Linked DNA regions of Mus musculus: region 1 is linked to region 2. The links are chromatin contacts, called in public HiChIP or PLAC-seq maps. All regions are on one chromosome and are shown on one strand. Each heading gives the region's core, a stretch centred on a gene start, on an enhancer-like site or on the middle of the called end of the contact. The rest is flanking DNA. Distances are from core to core; before and after follow the strand shown. Region 1 overlaps Akap7 (A kinase (PRKA) anchor protein 7). Region 2 overlaps Gm51762 (a long non-coding RNA gene).

What was found. HiChIP or PLAC-seq counts read pairs in DNA pulled down with a chosen protein or histone mark.
Region 1: an H3K4me3 HiChIP or PLAC-seq map of the SCID.adh cell line shows a contact between it and region 2, with 10 read pairs. The contact joins two enhancer-like sites. A contact is called at or near these places in 4 of 115 datasets of contacts at active chromatin or transcription factors (the SCID.adh cell line, craniofacial prominence, embryonic stem cells and 1 more) and 4 of 9 other capture datasets (adipose tissue, embryonic stem cells, liver and 1 more).

The regions. Positions count from the first base shown.
Region 1 is chr10:25,194,583-25,201,067 of GRCm38.p6, forward strand. All of the region lies in intron 7 of Akap7 (A kinase (PRKA) anchor protein 7), which reads right to left. Among named protein-coding and RNA genes, the nearest start is that of Gm36313, 44 kb to the left of the region's middle. Within about 2 kb of position 2,014, at least 3 of the 459 cell types and tissues checked have an H3K27ac peak or open chromatin away from gene starts, as enhancers often do. A contact at or near this core is called in the SCID.adh cell line, where this site is marked.
Region 2 is chr10:25,094,700-25,101,263 of GRCm38.p6, forward strand. The region is part of intron 1 of Gm51762 (a long non-coding RNA gene); the gene reads left to right. Among named protein-coding and RNA genes, the nearest start is that of Gm51762, 10 kb to the left of the region's middle. Within about 2 kb of position 2,047, at least 1 of the 459 cell types and tissues checked has an H3K27ac peak or open chromatin away from gene starts, as enhancers often do. A contact at or near this core is called in the SCID.adh cell line, where this site is marked.

The sequences.
Region 1 (6,485 bases), core at 764-3,263, 100 kb after region 2:
ATTTCCCTCGATGTTCAATGTTCAGAGGTCCTAAGAACGACACTGAAAGGAAACACAATGGTCACCACAGCCTGTGAACTAACAGAGTCAGGGAGGTGAAACATGAACAGTAACCGTTAGCATTTGCTCTAATGTTTCCATTTTAGAAACAAACCTCTGGGGTGTACATCACTTAGCAGTGGGAAAATCTAATCAGTATTGACTATGGCTAAATGGTTTACATTGTATAACATGACTGAGGACACCACTACATTGCCCAAAGAGATCTTATGTCCAGTACAGTCCTGATTGCACAGTGTGCTGCTTTCTCTGCTCAGAAGGGGTAATAGAGATTGAGCAGTCTGGGACCCAGGCTTTCGGCCAGCTTCAGCCCCAGTACTCCAGAGGACAATAACTGAGATAGTCCCCACTTCTCTGGCTGTCAATAACTTTCCCTCAGAAACAGGGCAGCTAGGAGCATATATTTAATAATTGATCTTCATGAACACTTTGAACATAACCCTGGCACAGTACCTGGCAGATGGCAGGCATCCAAAAAGTTAAACCAAAGTGGAGGTAGGGATGGGAAAGAGAAGGCAGCAGAGAAGGAAGAGAAATTGTGTTTGTTTGCATTTGTTTGATTTTGTTTTTCAAGTCAGGATTTCTCTGTGTAGCCCTGGCTGTCCTGGAACTCACTCTGTAGACCAGGCTGGCCTTGAACTCAGAGATTAGCCTGTCTCTGCCTCCAAAATGCTAGGATTAAAGGTGTATGCCACCATGCCCAGCTTGGAAGAAAGATTTTTAAAAGCAATCTTCGATTGATTCTTGTAGCCCCTAGCCTTTTGGCACTAAGAGGCAAATGGGGGGAAATCATAATGCTTTTTAGAAAGATTTTTATATTTTTGTGTCTGTGTGCATGAATGCCACATGTGTTTGTGCCCATAAAGGCCATAAGAGGGCACTGGAGTCACTGAAGCTTAGGACCTAGGATTTAAACTCTGATCCTCTAAAAAAGCAAGTGCTTTTAGTTGCTATGCCATCTCTCCAGCCCCATAGGAGTTTTTGATTGGTTGGTTGGTTGGTTGGTTGGTTGGTTAAAGAAATATTATTTTATTATTTGTGTGTATTCGGAGTTTAAGGGTATTGGTCTTTATTGTTGTTATGTATAGATTTATTTTTACCTGTATGTAAGACGGCTGGGTATGTACACATGAGTTCAGTGCCTTCAGAGGCTAGAGTTATTAGAATTTCCAGGAACTAAAGTTACAGGCAGTTAGAAGCTACCCAGTGTTGAGACAGGGAACCAAACTGGGGTCTTCAGTAAGAACAGTATGTACCTATACATGATCTCACAGAGACTGCAGCACTTCTAAGCTGAGAGGAGACACGGACACATGCTCTCATACTGCCCCCGAAAGCTATCTCCAACCGATAACCACTTACAAGTTAAAAATTAGTTTTCTCCAAGAGACTCTCACTGGGAAAACAAATCACACTTAAGGGTAGGTCCCAGACACAGAGGTAGATGGCCGTCACAAAATGAACTCCATGGCATCTGCAGCCCCTTGCCTCCAGAAGGCTCCCATTTGTTTGTTTGTATCTGGGCATTCCCCTTAGCCTTACTGGTCCTCTTGTATAAATATGGCTCCCATTTTTGTCCTTTTATAGGACTGCTATGTGTGTGTGTGTGTGTGTGAATGAGTGTGTCTGTGCATCTGTCTGTGTTCCTTATGCCTTTTCTTCTGTTTGCTTTGTCCTATTCCAAGATGTTTGTTTTTGTTTTGTTTTATTTTGTTATTATTCCTTAGATGCGGTTTGTTTTTGAATGAGAGACAGGAAGGGTATGGATCCAGATGGGAGGGAAAGTGAAGAGGAAGCGAAAGGAGCTGGGGGAGGGGAAACATAGGGTATGAAAAAAGATCTATTTTCAATAAAAACAAAGAACAGCATGTGCTCTTAAACATTAAGCCACACCCCTATCCACAGTAGTTCTTAACCTTAGTCATAGCAAATGCTGCCATGTGCATAGCCTAACAGGAAATCAGTAGCCTCCTCTTCACTGACAAGAACTCACAACATGTCTACAGTCAGGGGACACCATGTGCAGGGCCTGCTGCAATTACAGGGATACACAACATGTTCTTAACTTTAGGTACTGGACAGCCATGTGAAGAGACAGAGCACACACACGAAATACAACCACGAAGCCCGCATGTGTAGAGAACTGACGAGCAGCATCATAGAATGCTAATAGCTGAACTGTCAACACATGGCTTTGATGCCCAGTGCCCCTGTAACGTCCCTAACAAGGCTGCCATCCTATGCATGCACACTTGCGGTGAAAGGGGACCTGCCTCAGGAGGCAGCTCATACCTTCTGTGACCACTCACCTGTCCTTTTTACACAGAGTGCTTCAGAACAAGAAAGTGTTTGCTGGGAAAACAACAACAGGAATGCTGAGGGATTAGTTATAGAAGTGTCTACCTCCCAGATCTCCACTGAGGCTCTCTTAGTAACGTATTAAATGTTGCTCAGTGCACCTTTTGCCTTGATGCTTTTATTCATGGACATTCCTTCCAGAGTACTAAAAACCAGGAAATCCAAAGGGGAAAAGGTCTAGAAAGGATTCAGAAAGAGCTATATTGATGAACAGCTACAGCACTTGGTATCGCTAGGACATCTGCTATAACCTTAGTGTCAGGAATATTCTACACAGGATATAAAAATCTCATTTTCTACAGATCATCAACTAATTCTCAGTATTCTACTTACTTTAGTCCAAAATTTAAAAATATCAAACTTGGGGGAGGGGGTGTTCAAGCACTGGGATTCAAGTAAAAACAGTTTTGCTGCTTCCATTTGTTAACTGATGCCCAAGCCACAGTGAGCTCCACTACCTTCCAGGTATGCAAAGTTCATTTTCAGCATGAACTTGGGCCCTTTAGAATTGGTTGATAAGAGAATTGTTCTGTTTGCTATTAACAGATTAACATGGTAGCACTAATGAATCAATTAAATCAGAGTCCCTGCCACCCACCACCACCACCACCAAAGGGCCAAAGCAGGATAAACCAGCAGGAGCGGAGGTCCCACTTGACTCTTACCCCTTGGCCCGCTGGATCTATCCTGGCTGAGTCTCTGTAGGTCTGCAGAAGATGGATTTTCCAACTCACCTGTGTTTTGAGAATGATACCCACAAATATAACTATTCACTAACATCCCACTGGATTCTCTCTGATTTGAGCCACCCTCTGGAAGAGCAGAGGAGAGCCATGACCCTTTGTGACAGAATTAGGAGGCTGGGTCATGGACATGAGCACTCTTGTGCTCTGCCCCTGGCAGATATACAAAGAGCAGGAGACTTGAAGCAGGCTAACAAGGCTACTAAGTATCTGGGAACCCTACAAGAAACCACATCTGCATCGTTGGGTGTTACTGTATAATCCAATGACTGGAGCAAAATGATTCTGTACCTCTCACATGTCTTTTGTGGCTTTTAAAAACACATTCCCAATGCAACTTAAAGACTGGATATGTCCGGTCAGTGCTGACTTATGCTCTTCTTGAGACATACCAGGTAATGAAATCTCCGCCCCCTTTTTGACACCCACCCCTAACTGGATAAGTTTTATTAGGCAAGCACTATCAGCAGCTTGGACTTCGACAGGAATGTATGTGTGCATGGGGTACGTAAATGGGGGCGGGGATGAAGTCATAACAAAACCAGAGGTAGGAGAAAGAATGGCGTGGAAGGAATGTGTAAGCCAGGGGCCGGCTGGAGTTCGTGTGGAGAGGGAGCAGGGTGTGAATGCATGGGCGCTGTATTCCTGGATTGGGTGATTCCTTCAGACACACCATGCCATTCTCCTTTACCTTTGGGAAAGTTCAATTTTCAGAAAGAGAGAACCCAAAGAGCATTACAGAGAACTCCCCATAAACCAAAATTAGAAGCACTGTGTCTAGAAATGCAAGAGTTCCCTCTGCAGCAGTCCCAGACGACAAAGACAGAACCCAAGCACCTCGCTGCACTCACTACCCGGGAACTCGACTTCTGCAGAGCCAGGAAGGCAGTTCACAGTCAAGGGCAAAAGCAAACCCAGGCAAGGAAAACCCACACAGAGAAACAGGGGCAGAGGCAGGGCTAAGGCCGGAAGTCCTGTCCTCGCATCTGTCTACACCAAGGCTTTTCAGATAGGGGTGCCCTCCAGAAAGTGAAGCCATGCGCCCAGATCTCCAGAACTACAGATAAGTCATTCCGACACATCCAGGAAGCACCCCGCTGCCCGGTGAACGATTATGCTTGATCTTAGAAAGTGGGCGGTGTGTCTCCGGTTGTAAGAGCAGGTCTGTCATGATGCACAGTGTCACTTTCATAAGGAAGATCTACAGACATCTATTGACTCTTGTTATGAGCTCAATGTTCCAAAGTCTGTCGATGTTTATTCCAAAGCCCTACCTGAAGATTTCTTAGGAACACTGACTGGACTCCCAGGGGAGTAACGGGCATAGAATAACCGCTGACTTCTTATATCTGCTCTGCTCAGTTCCTGGGGAACATCAGGAAACAAAACCCAGATGGGGCTCTTGGAGTATCTGAGCTAGATAGGAAATTCTGTGAACCCACTTAAGTGAGAATCACACCCTGGTATGACAGATATATGACTGCAAATTCAGAGGTATGACTGGAAAGATTTCATCTGAAGGGAAGCAAAAAAAAAAATTCCCTGTTTCAGAGTAAGGAGCCTAACTAAGACAGCTCGTTCACACTAATTCTGAAGACAGCAGCCTACACAGGAGCTACAACGTTAAGTCAATGCATGCAAGCTCCCGAGGGCAGTCTTTAGATGCACACACCCCCACTCGAACTCTTTATGGTCCAGAAACAGGTGCAGAATCTGCCCAATATTTGCTCAAAAATAATACACAATATTTGGAGTGTTTTTCACCCAGCTTTTGCTGAGAGGCAAAGAAGCACCACTCGTTTGGTGTGGCTTTATGGATATACCTGAACCCTCCTGCAAGAACAAAGCGGAGGCCACAGGACACGTGAAAGTATCTGCAAACATCTAGTCAGCCTCATTTCGGAACCAACAGCACCCCTGCATGCAATGACTGGGTGTTGCTCCCAAAGCTTGCCAGTTTCAGCTCCGAGGAAGGGGCTCTGGCTTGTACAACGGATGAACCGAATGCAATTATTTAAAGAAACTCAAAACTAAACTCTGAGCTAGATAGATAGTGCCATAGATTATCAGCAGAGGACAATCAGAAACGAGTTTCTGGTGTCAACCTATCACCGACTTTCACACCTGCATTAGATGCACAGTTGAGAATCACAGCTCTGTTTCTTCCTTCTGATTCCCAAGGGGAAAGCCCAAAGCTAACCCTAAGGCAACCTCCACAGTAGAGGCACACCATGGTTTCCGCGCCTTACTTACAGATTTTGCCCTCGTCTCTGGCGAAAGGGAAGCAGCAAAGCTGGCCCATGGTCCCGGTGTTCCTGGCGGGCACCCCACCGGGAGGCTGCGGCTACACCAAGGTCTGCCTGGCCGCCGCCTGCAGCCGGGAGCTCAGCGCAGCACCGCCGAGAGAAAGAGAAGGGAGCTTACAGCCTCAGAAAAGGCTCCTCCTCCTGGCCCTCCAGTTCCAGCGACTGCTCCGGGACGCACTGGCGAGGGAAGTGGCCATATGCTCGCCCAATTCTCCCAGCACCCGAGCCCTGACCGCCCTGAGATGAGGACCACGTGTCAACATGTGTCTTTAAGAAGGTAAAGGAGAAAACCGAGTCTTCACCCACACAGACCAATGCAGCAATTACACGGAATTACATGGAAATTCAAACCAGGATTTTTTTTTTTTAAAGCCATCGTTTCTCTCTGCTATTTAAACAGGAAGAGCTGCCCAACATACTTTTGTTTGTCGCCTTGTATACAGAGAACACGGCACAGCAGAACGCTATAAATTCCACTTCTTTCAATAAATTCTACTTGTCTCAAGTGCCATTAAATACCCAACAAACTGTAAAACAATAGAAATGGGTGGGGGAGGCTGGAATCAACTGTTACCTGCACTTTACACATATTGTCCATAAGTTCCGGATCTTTTTTTAATACTCCCTCGTTCTCTTATTAAATCATTAGTCAACATGATGACATTTGAAATTGTAGCATCCAACATCTTAGTGGCATAGAAAATAACCACGGCTCTAGACACAACGCAGAGCGCTAGATCAGAGGTAAGGGGATCATTCTGACAGAAGCCACAAGGTGACTGCCAAATTCAAGGGCAGCAAAACTACTCATTTCAAGACTCATGATATCATCTGAGATTCACGAGAACATAATGGGCTTCCTGGAGTTGTTTAAAAGCTGTGGTCTGATTCGGGGTGTGGCCATCTACGGTTGACACTATACGAAAGAAAGCCTGCTTCAGCTTCTTCCTTCTCTCCCATATGACCTAGTGAGCCCCACACCTCAATCAATCAGTCAGTCACTGCAGTGAGAGGGAAA
Region 2 (6,564 bases), core at 797-3,296:
TTGACAGCGATGGAAAGATGCCCTGACTCTGCCTTTGCTGGTGTCAGTAGGGTTGTAGCTTCAGTTATTCCCATGGTGATAGGCTGGATTAGCCATTACTTAAACTTTATCCATCTTGCTAATGCTATGATCGTGTATCTCCAAATGTTCATAGATCGGAAACTTAATTTTCAACTCAACAGTATTGAGAGGTGAGGCCTTCCAAGGATGATTAGGTCATAAGCCTATGGCCTCAAGAATTCATTCATATCATTATTACAGGGGCAGGTTCACTATCATGGTGTGGGTTCTCCATCGAGGCATGAATTTGGCCCCTTTCCCTTTCTTATATATGAGTGCACTCACCACATGGTATCTTCTGCCATGTGGTGACACACGAAAGTGTCCTTGGCGGATGAAGCCACTCGAAACTGAAATTTCCAGCCTCAGAATGGGAACCAAGGAAATGTGTATTGCTCATAACGTGCTCAGTCTGTTGTATTCTGTTATGGCAGCACACCACCAATTAAAACATTGTTTGCATCCATCAACATATACTTTACCTTGCTAGAACCAGGGTTCAGCTGTTAGGGTGCTTGTCAAACACACATGAAATCCCAGGACCCATATAACTAAATGTGGTGACACATGTCTCCACACATGTCCAATCCTTCGAGGACATCTTCAGCACATGGAGAGTTTGAGGCTGGCCTAGACTAATAAAACTGTACTTAAAATGACCCCAAAAAAGTCGAAATACATTGCATCTCATAAAAATGTGCAAGTATTCTGTCCATTAACACATTTAATTAAAAAAGAAAAAGCCTAACAGAGCTGGGCCGCTCCTTGCTAGATTGTTTGACTAGAAGGAACAGGTTTTCTTGAGAAATTGTGTGTGTGGGCTCTGTTGTTTCTAGCTCCTCGTCTCGGGTCAGCTTCCTGGTGCCAGGGGACCTCGTGCAACATTTCTCTCTCTTCCCAACTTTCCAAGTCCCATACATTTGACTTACACATAACTCCTAAGATGTTTAGTAGTATTTAGGAAGGTAACTAGAGAATAATATGTCTATTCTATGGAAACCAAAGGGTTTCCCCACTGTTGAACATCTGACTACTATCAATTAAACAGTTCAATAACTATCAAGGCCTGGAGACTTGGTTCGGCTTCATTTTTCTTTTCTTTCTTTTTTTGGGGGTTTGGGGCACAGACTTACTCTGTGACCCAGGTTGGCCTGGAACCTCTAATCATACTGCCTCAATTTCCTGAGTTCCTACTCTGCTGGCCTGCACCACCGTGCCTAGCCTACTGTATCTACAAGTCTTACTTCTTTCCAACTGTTCTGATGGGCATGGTCATCAACCTTACTGCCTCACCTTCTAAATCTCTCCCCTCCCCCTCCCCTTCCCCTCCCCCTTCCCCTCCTCCTTCTCCTCCCCCTCCCTCTCTCTCTATTCTCACTTCTTTTCACTGGTTTCTCTCATCTTGTCAGAAGACAAAGGATGGCAAATTATTTTTCCTGTACTTTCTTGAAAGCTTGGTGAAATCCATCTACTCTCTGCAGGTGCCTGTCTCAGCAGCCTGAATCCAGTGGCAGTTTCCCCTGCTGTTATTAAATGGCCCTGAGTCCTTTCTAATTCCACGATTAGGAACAGACAGTGATTATTTCAGCCTAATTTCACATTATATTCTAAAACATTTCTGGCTTAGGAGCCACTGTGTGTTCTCAATGTACCAAAGTCAAAGTCATCTTTAGAAACAAAGCAATGGAGGGAAATACGTGCTTTTATGTGTCTTTTCTTAAGTGATAAAATTAAGGAATGGATAAAGTGTGATCTTCAATAGGACATCTTGTCACTGACAATAATTGCCACAAGTACTTTGAAATTCCTTAGGGATTCATGTAATCACCGACCCTCTGGAATAAGCCAAGATATTAGTCACCAAGATGAAGAACATGAAGTCTTAATCCTCAGTCCACACAGGAACACTGATGTAACACCAGTGTGGTCACGACCACCTTTGTGTCAGGAGCAGAACCTGCTGCTGGAGGTAAAGCATACTCGACGAAAAGACAAAGTGGAGGACAGCTTCACTGAGATCAGGGACAGGAGAAGTCTCACTTCACTGATGCCGTCCCCTTCCCCAAGCTGCAAGGGTTTCTGCCCAAGTCTACAGCTTCTCACTCAAAAGCAGAGAGGAGAGGAGACCGCATATTCAATGCCCCTGGTCTTTCAGTGCACTGTAGGAGGAGCCAGTCCCAATCTTGTTTGACATGGAGCAGATAGAACAATTTTGACACCTGAGGGGCTGTTAAGAATGAAACAAAAAAATGGGAGGCTTGCCAAGCCCGGTACAGCTCTGTGATGTTGGAAGTACTCATGTAACTCCTTTGGTTTTCTCCGCAGGAAAAGGGGGGTGGGGTGGGGGGGTGCTCCTTCAACACCCTAGTTCATAGCACACAAGGCAAACACCAAAAATCGAATCAAATTACAGGTTCATGCAACCGCTAATCTTCTAGACAGATGTCTTTACAAGTGCGGAGAAGACACATTCATGCTGGCCTGCCAGCCTTCTAGAATCTCCACCAGCATGCTGGCGAGTCTCTCTGCCGATTCCAGGCCATAAAGAGCTGAAAGTGATGTAAAGCAAAGAAGCAAGGAGACATGGCACAAAGTCTCAAATCCAACCCCCGCCCCACACACACATACCAAGCTCTGTCATTTGCCTGGTAAATAACTTAAAATAATTATCTTAAGGAAACTCAGCGAGCCACAAAAGAATAGAGATATTAAAAAAAAAAAAGAAAGAAAATGAGGCAAAACTTAAGATGTAAGAAAGGGACAAAAATGATTACAAAGAACCAAACAGACATTTTGGAGCTTGGATAATATGACTAACTCAGAAATCTCAGAGCTTAAGGTTATGATAGAACCTTAAGTTAAGTAAAAAGGTTAAAAAAAAAACCTACCTGAAATTTTCATGAAAGGGATTCAATAGCAGGCTTTACCAAGAAGAAAGAATCAACAATTCTGGAGCTGGAGGGATGACCCACAAGTTAGAACACTTGCTGTTCTTCCAGAAGACAAGAGTCTGGTTCTGAGCTTCCACGGCTGCTATTCAGGACCATCTGTAACTCTAGCTCCACGGGCTTTTCTAGCCTCTGCAGGCACCTGCACAGACATGGCATTCACACACACACACATACACACACACACACAAAACACACACACAAACACACACACACACACATACACACACACACACACAAAAACACACACACAAACACACACACACACAAACACACACACACACACATACACACACACACACACAAACACACACACACACACACACACACAATTTAACAAAAGAATTAGTAATTCAAAGAGATGTTAACAGGAGTTGCTCTGAGGAGAAATAGTGTAGAAAGACCCGAGGAACTTTTAGAACATCACCAAGCAAAACAGGGAAAGTAAAGAGGGGGGAAAAACTATATAAAGAAACAACGACTCAAAGTTTCCTAAGTCTAGGGAGGAAAACTGGCATCCAGAGAATTCTAAGGAATTCTCAAAATAAACAATGAAGTGCCAAAAGACAAAGACAGAATTTTGGACACTGAAAAAAAAAGTTAAAAGGACGGGAATCATCTAAGGACTTTTAATAATGCTCACTGGAAGCTTGGCAGGCCATGAATAATCGAGAGGATACAGTCAAAGTACTTAAAGCAGGGGCTAGTGGGGAGAGAAAACATGCCATCAAAGAGAATTCTATATTGAGCAAAACTGCCCTTCAGATATAATGGAGAGATAATGACTTCTTCAGACAGACAGAAGCTGAAGGGCCTGTCTTATATGGCATCCTAGGTTGAAGTATCTGAGCAGAAATGAAAGAATACCAAACATTTCATATTCACATGAGAATATAAAAGTGTAAAATTCGCCAAAATATTGTGCATAGATGGAGATTATAACAATGTGGACTACCATATACCAATCACTCTTTATTCTTGCAGAAAGTAAAACAGCCTAAATACAAGTATAAATGCCTTTAATAGATGAACAGTGTAAGCCTATGAAAGGTGTGAATCAAGAACATAAAAGATGGCAGGGAAATAAACGTGTACCATGTTGTATGCAATTAAGTTGTCAGCTACAATTGATGCTGCTGTGGTTACTATGTGTTTTCTATATGCCTCATGGTAGCCACGAAGAAAATTGCCCATAAAAGATGGAGATAAGAGAGGGAGGAAATGAAAGCTTATCACCACAAAAAAGTCAACAAAGTGCAAAGGCAGAGAGACAGAGCAAAAGACAAAAGACAGGCGTAAAACAATTTAAATAGCACTCATAAGATCTTGCTTATCAATAATTAAAGGGAAATGGATTAAGTTTTCCAATCACAGACAAAATAGCTATATGGACTTTCAAGACAAGATCCAATTATGTGCCATCAACAGTTGGTTCATTCCAGAATTAAAATCACACATAGGTTATAAGTGAAGAAAGGTGCTAGGGGCAGAACATGTGTGTTCCTCTCCCCATCAATTCACGTGTTGAAATCCTACCCACTAATGTCATATAAGTAGGAGGTAAGATCATCAGGGTGCAATGTAGCTTAGATGTGTTCCTGAGAATCGTGTCTTCATCACTTGGATTCCAACCTTTATAAGAGTCCCAAGATTGCTTTCTTTCCTTCTGCCCTGTGACTGTTTCCAGAAACTGAAAATCTGTAACCAAGAAGTTCTCTATCAGAATCCCAACGTTAAATTTCTAGTTTTGTGGACTAAAGCATAAGTTGTGTTATTTATAAGTTACATAGTTTAAGGCAATTTACTATAATTGCCTGAGCCAACCAAAGTAGATTAAAAAAAAAAAAGATATTTCTGATATGTAGCAGCCAAAAGAGTGCAGAGGAAGTTATGTTAATATGAGAAAATGGTTTATTTTAAGCCAAAAACTTTTTCAATAAATAGAATCATTATGTAATGATACAGGGGTTAATTCAATAGGAGATAAAATAATTATATATACATCACACATTAGAGCACCTAAATACATCAAGACAGAAATTATAAAGGAAATGGTGGATTTGTGTGTCACCATAGATTATACAGACATTCCAGACATGAAGAGTATTCCACCATCAGCAACAGAATACGCCCTTTTCATGCATGCTCAAAGATAGGTTACCTCTCCATCACAAAACACGCCTTTCAAGCTTACCAAGAATAAAATCATGCCAGTTATAGTTTCCAACTACAATTAAATAAAACTTTAAATCAGTATGGGGAGAACTTAAGAAGTGGGTTGAAAAGAAACAAGATATTCTTTAAAATAGTGGTAAGCACTCATTGACAAATGGATATTAGCCCAGAATCTCAAAATATCCAAGATACAATTCACAGACCATATGAAGTTCAAAAAGAAGGAAGACCAAAGTGTGGATACTTCTGTCTTTCTTAGAAGTGGGCACAAAATACCCATGGAAGGAGTTACAGAGACAAAGTGTGGAACAGAGACTGAAGGAAAGGCCACCCACACCTGTGGATCCATCCCATATACAATCACCAAACCCAGACACTATTGTGTATGCCAATAAGTACTTGCTGACAGAAGCCTGATATAGCTGTCTCCTGAGAGGCTCTGTCAGTGCCTGACAAATAGAGGTGGATGCTCTCAGCCAACCATTGGACTGAGCACAGGGTCCCCAGTGGAGAAGCTAGAGAAAGGACCCAAGGAGCTGAAGAGGTTTGCAGCCCCATAGGATGAGCAACAATATAAACCGATCAGTACCCCCTGAGCTCCCAAGGACTAAAACACCAACAAAAGATTACACAAGGAGGGACTCGTGGCTCCTGCTGCATATGTAGCAAAGGATGGCCTTGTTGGTCATCAATGGGAGGAGAGGCCCTTCCTTGGTCCTGTGAAGGCTCTATGCACCAGTGTAGGGGAATGCCAGGGTCAGGAAATGGGAGTGAGTAGGTTGTTGAGCAAGGGAGAAGAGAGGGGATAGAGGGTTTTCGGAGGGGAAACCAGGAAAGGGGATAACATTTGAAATGTAAATAGAGAAAAATATATGTGTGTGTGTATCTTTTTTAAAATGTGTGTGTGTGTGTGTGTGTGTGTGTGTATTATATGTGTACGTGTGCATGTGTATATTTCTTATTCTTTAACTCTGCACAGCTGTGGGGCAGAAGAGGCTATGGGAGGCATTACTATATCACTCTCTACCTAATTCCCTTGAGAGAGATTCTCTCACTGAACTTGGCGCTTAGGCTGGTAGGCAGCAGGTCCCAGTGATCCCCCTGCCTCTGTCTCCCCAAGTACTGTGGTTACAGGTACACACAACCATGCCAGGCATTTTATGTAGGTGCTGTGATCTGAACTCGGGTCCTAATTGATTACATAGTGAGTATTTTACCCAAAGAGTCATCTCTCTAGCCCAAGGAAATACTTTCAGACAAAAATACAACATGCAAAATGTATTGGATATAATAATGAAGGTAGGAATCAGAAATAAGTCTATAATCATCAATACCTTCATTAAAAAGGAGCAGCTCCAAACAAAGAATTCTCACATGAGGA